Linked DNA regions of Hordeum vulgare: region 2 is linked to region 1. The links are chromatin contacts, called in public Hi-C maps. All regions are on one chromosome and are shown on one strand. The core of a region is the stretch at or near the end of the contact, and the rest is flanking DNA. Distances in the headings are between cores, read along the strand shown.

What was found. A called contact is a pair of places that touch in the nucleus more often than the background predicts.
Region 2: a contact with region 1 is called in a Hi-C map of seedling, with 2.6 times the contacts expected there. The contact joins the promoter of LOC123448692 here to the promoter of LOC123446503 in region 1. A contact is called at or near these places in 2 of 6 Hi-C or Micro-C datasets (leaf and seedling).

The regions. Positions count from the first base shown.
Region 1 is chr4H:390,937,754-390,940,524 of MorexV3_pseudomolecules_assembly, forward strand. LOC123446503 (ran-binding protein 9-like) reads left to right here and starts at 1,396. Exons shown (of 3, transcript XM_045123080.1): 1 at 1,396-1,432; 2 at 1,435-1,490; 3 at 1,588-2,484. The coding sequence starts at 1,396. The coding sequence ends at 1,983. It overlaps LOC123446502 (transcription repressor OFP1-like), which reads left to right and starts at 171. Exons shown (of 1, transcript XM_045123079.1): 1 at 171-1,287. The coding sequence starts at 373. The coding sequence ends at 1,215.
Region 2 is chr4H:391,179,938-391,182,637 of MorexV3_pseudomolecules_assembly, forward strand. LOC123448692 reads right to left here and starts at 1,353. Exons shown (of 9, transcript XM_045125660.1): 1 at 793-1,353. The coding sequence starts at 1,002.

The DNA of each region.
Region 1 (2,771 bases), core at 146-2,645:
GGGTAGACCAAAACTTTGACATCTACGACCCTTGTGCTTCCCATAGCACGGACAGGACACCAGTATCTCTATATCTCGCGTACGTACTAGATGAATGTAAAGTGCGCCTCAAATACCAGGACAAGTTCACACTCTACAACAAACTGCTCTGACAACTAGATATTCGATATCTCGCCCTTCGTCCCCCCATCATAAGAAATCTAGCACACAACGTGTCGCCACATTCGCGATATATAACCACCGTGAGCTAGCTGGGCACTGCAAGTTCGATCACCACGCGCACACCCACGCCACACCACGCCACGCCACTACACACGCGCACTCTGTCTTGGCCGCAACAGAGTGTCTCTGTCTCTGCCCCCAGACCGCGCGATGCCAGCCTCCTCCTGGTTCCACAAGCTCAGGGGGAGAAGCAGAGGGAAGGGCAAGCGTTCGGCCGCGTGTCCGAGTCCCACGCGCGGCTCCTCCGCCGACGCAATCGCATTCATCGCCGCCTCGGCGGAGTGGACGGGCCGACAGACAAGCCAGCACTGCCGACCACCCGCGCGCCCACCGGCGGCGTGTGCCGGCTACTCTCCCAACAGAGCCTCCTACTACTTTCCGAGCGCGGACCGGGGTGCGCTCCGGTGCATCGCCCCGCGCGGCGCCGCAACCGACGACGGCGCGGCCTTGGACGTCCGTGTCGACGTCATCCATCGCCGCGCCAGCAGGCTCGGCGGGATAAACGCGCCTCCAGCGACGCCGGAGCTCAACCTTCGGCGCATCGTCACGAGGCCTGCCGGCAAGAACGACCCCGCGGAAAGCGTTGCCATCAGCAGCAGCGCCAGCACCCCTACCTCGGCTGCCACGACGCCGTCCACCTGCAGGGCACGGGGGTTCCACGTGAAGCCGGCCAGCAGGCGGCGGCGGCGCGGCCACGACGACAAAAGTGCCCGGAAGGAAAAAGCAGCCGAGGACGCGGGCAGCAGGAGACGGCGGTGGCTCTACGACAGCCTGGTGGTGGTGAAGACGTCGTCGGACCCAGAGAGGGAGATGGCGGAGAGCATGGCGGAGATGGTGGCGGCCAACCACATCCGGTCATCGGAGGACCTCGAGGAGCTGCTGACCTGCTACCTCGCTCTCAACGCCGCCGAGCATCACCGCGCCGTCGTTGCCGCGTTCCGCCGCGTCTGGCTTCACATCGCCGGCCAAAGAATGCGGCACCTGCGCCACTAGTACAAGGCCACAAGCTGCCTGCACTGCAGCCGAACTACTCCTAATCCCTAAGGGGGTGTTTGTTTCCACGAATTTTTTGATGCAGGGACTAAAAAAAATCTCAAAAAGTCCCATGTGAAACAAATAGGAGGGACTTTTAGGGAGTAAGTGGGCTGTTTGGGACTATTTGAAGAAGTACCTATGGGAGGGACTTTTTGAGACTTTTTCCTACCCTACCCCGCATCGCATCGCGCTCCCGCTCGCGTCTCCCACCTCGCCCGCCGCCGCCGCCGCCAGTTCCCTCGCCCGCCGCCGTCGCCGCCGCCGCCAGTTCCTTCGCGCCCCCACCAGCCGCCGCCGCCGCCACCGCCAGTTCCCTCGCGCCTCCACCAGCCGCCGCCGCCAGTTCCCTCGCCCGCCGCCGCCGCCGTCGCCAGTTCCCTCGCGCCCCCACCAGCCGCCGCCGCCAGTTCCCTCGGCTCCGCCCAGGCAGCGCCCGCGCCGCAGCAGCCTACCGCTCCTCGGCGGCGGCCTCCTCCTCCTCCGACGCCTACGCGCGCAACGCCGCCGCCGTCGGCGGCCTCCTCTCCGACCTGCGGTCCCGCGTCTCCCAGGTGCGTGCGCGCCGCCGGTCTCTCTCTCCCTTCCTTGACCCGACCCCTTCCTCTCCTTGACGAAACGGGAGGCCCTACAGGTGCTGGGCGGCGGAGGCGCGGGGGCGGTGAAGCGGAACGAAGGGCGGGGAAGCTGCTCCCCAGGAACAACATAGTCCTTTTACATGTCATTTAATGGCCTTTAGTCCCTGAAAACAAACGGGTAAGGACTAGAGACTTTTAAGTTGGGACTAAAAAAGTTCCGGGACTTTTGAAACAAACAGGGCCTAAACACCTCTGAATTCTCTAGGAATCACATTGCACGGTCGTGTCTCATCTCTCATGCATGGATGAGGATGCATCATGCATGCATAGTGTGTGTGCTCATCATAATCATATCAGCGATCAATTGATGGTCATGGTCCCAAGTATATTCTTGCGAAATCGTGTTGCGTTTTAGACTTAAAGGCTAATAGCTTGCACTTTGTCAAGTTGACACAACTTTCTTTTGCGTTTCTCGCACCTTCTTCGGTTGGTAATCTCTCTGGTCCTGATGCTGTGAGGCTGAAGAATGGAATGGAACAGCACGCCCACGATATGCGCACCCCACTCTAGCTTCAAAGGCGGATTAGATGCCGCCTTTACAGCTCGATCCGTGCGCTGGGATAATTCAATGGGAATTCTGCTGTTCATCACTTTGCCACTCCAAGAATTCCGTGTGATTACCGAATAATGATAGTTGCGCTCTGCTGACCAGCGTCTTAATTACACCATCAGCGCTTCAACACAAACAAAAAGAAACTGCCATTTTACAGCAAAAAGTTACAGCGTCGCTCCACTCGGGTAGATCCTATTCAAAATTATACCCTCATCCATGATGAAAGAAAACCTTTCTGGACATACGTCATCGTAAAATATCCCGTCCTGCGAGCAAGCATGAGCTAACGTCTCGAGAAGATGAAACACATTTTTAGAAAATAAACC
Region 2 (2,700 bases), core at 103-2,602, 240 kb after region 1:
ATCCGCCTGCCAGTCAAGCATGCGATCACGGGCAGGGGCAGAACCGAAACAAAAAAGACTTTAATCTTTTTGGCAAAACGCCAAAGCTTGTTTCCCCTCTGAAATCTGAATGGAAGCCTGTTGAGATACTAGTAAAAGTTGGATTTCATAAAGCATACCGTGCCTTTTTTCCTTGGGTTAAAAAGCAAAAACGCATAGATCCGAGCAGACAGAAAGCTCGTTTCTGATTTCTAAACGGATGAAGTTGCTTTTGTGAGACCGTGACACGCAGAACAAAGGGGCGACTTGGTCTAATATACTTACAAGTCTGTTAGTCAAACAGTACTAGTGCAGTACATAGCAGAAAATCGCAACTACTTCCTCCTCCGTTCCTAAATAATTGTAATTAGTACTCCCTCCGTAAACTAATACTCTTACGTTAGTTTACAGAGGGAGTATTTAGGAACGGAGGGAGTAGTGGGAGTATTTTCTTGTAGAAGGCAGCTGATAGTAGTAAAACTAGGCACCAATTAGTTTAGCTCCTCGTCCGTACGAAGCAATTAATCAAGGAATAGTAGTAATTCCTACCCTAGAGCCGACGCCTTTGAAATGTATATACTACCAGTACTCTACTAGAAGCACACGAGAGAAAGCGACGGAAGCAAAGTAAACAAATCCAAATCCAAAGGAAGAATAATGTAGTGTGACAAGCACGAGGATCCCCAGGATTACCCAGACAAAACTGGAAAGTGAAGAAAGAGAAGAGGGGGGAGCGTTTCGCGAAAGGGAGGCGAGACGAGACAGAGCACGCACCTCGCATCCGAGCGCGGTTCCGACGATCCTCCGCGCGTGGTCGACGACCTCCGCGCGGCGGCGGTCCGAGGCCTGGGTGGGCTGGACGCGGCGCACCACCTCTGCCGCCGCCACCTCGGCGCTGGCCATGGCCGCGGCCGGGATCGCCGCGGGCCCCGGCACGGACCGCGCCATGACCGCCGGCAGCGCGCCCCCTCCACCCGGCGCCATGGGAAGGCTGGGCTGGGCTAGGCGGCCGGCACAGGCATGCGAAATCGGAGGACGGTAATGGAAGGGGTTTGGGGGGAATCGCTTGCTTATTCTGGGGGTTTGGGTTTGGGTTTGGGTTTTTGGCCCGAGGCGTTACTACTTACTGCTGGCGCGAGTGCGGTGCGAGGCGAGGCGAGGAGGAGGAAGTTGCAAAAAAAAAAAGGCGAGGAGGAGGAAGGGTGGGGTTGGGTGGGTACGCCAAGTCCGCGAGTTTCCGAGTCCGACGAGAGATGAACCAACCCTCTGCGGTGGGGTGTGAACAAAACCCGCGAGCCCGGGGAGGAGGAGGAGGAGGAAGAAGTGGCCGCCGTCCGTCCCTATCCGATGCCGCATTTATACGGGAAGTAGTGTGTGCCGTGTGCCCGTGCGTGTTGTGGTGGCGATGCAGCCAGGTGGTGGCCTCGTCCGCCCATGCCACCGCCTAGCGAGCCCACAGTTCCAGGTACTGGTTCTACACAAGTCAGACAGTGCTGTTTTTCTTTTCTTTTTTTCTCAAAAAAGAAAAAACAAAGGGGCGTCGCGTCACCATGGATAAGCCGTAATAATACGTAATAAACAAAGCGCATCTCCGTTGCTTATGCGTGCGGGTGTGCCTAATCGATCAGCAGGCACTTACACATCCCGGAAACGCGATGACTGACGGAAGCCAGGCAGACACGGTGCAGGTGCAGGTGCAATGCAACCCGAACGCAATGCTGCGTGCCAGTGGACGCGACGCCAATGCGACCGCGACACAGCCCCGATCAAGTGCGAGATCCACTGAACGGCTTTCTTTTCCGTTGAGGTCGACCGATGTGCATGCACGCCACGCGCGACGCCGGCGTGCCGAGGAACCACGCCAGGCGCGTTTCCCTCCTCCGGGACCCACCCAACCCGCGGTTATAGATCCATCGATTCCTTCCGTCCATCCAAAAACGGCCGCCGCGCTGCCTCCGCCTCCGCCTGCGGTGCGGTGCGCGAGCGCGACGCAAACAGAAGGAGAGCTTCCGGTGTACTAGAGCACAAGGGCTACCCAAATCCCGAGAAGCAAACAACCGCCCAAAAGGAGTCGTAGGCCAGCCCTTTCGTGTACGATGCCTTGCTGCCCTAGGGCACTGCTTTCCATTCGGGCACTAACCGTCCAACAACTACCCCTTATCAGATGACGCGTCTCCACAAGGAACTAGCAGCAAACAAGTGCCAAGTTTTTTTTTTCCTTTATGAATTTCCACTTTGAACTCCTTCACGGTTGGCTGGCGATACATAATACCCATTCCATATTTTCCATTTCGGAATTTGGTTTTGTCCGGAGTGGCCTCGTTTCTATGGCATTATCAATTGTGCCTTGAAGCTTGATATGATGAAGGCCTATAATCGAATGAAATGACCATATCTTGAAGCTATAATGCTAAAGGGGCTTTTCTGATAGATGGGTTCACATTGTCATGAGTTTAATTACTACTGTTAAATTCTTTGTTATGGTCAATGGAAAGAAGTCTGAGGAGTTTGTGCCTACTCGAGGAATCACACAAGGTGATCCTATTTCACCATACTTGTTCTTGCTAGCAACACAGGGCCTTTCGTGCCTCTTAAAAACACGAGGAGAGTCGTCTAACTCGCATGGTATTCAAGTGGCACCTTCGATGCCATCAGTAAATCATCTTTTATTCGTAGGCAAAC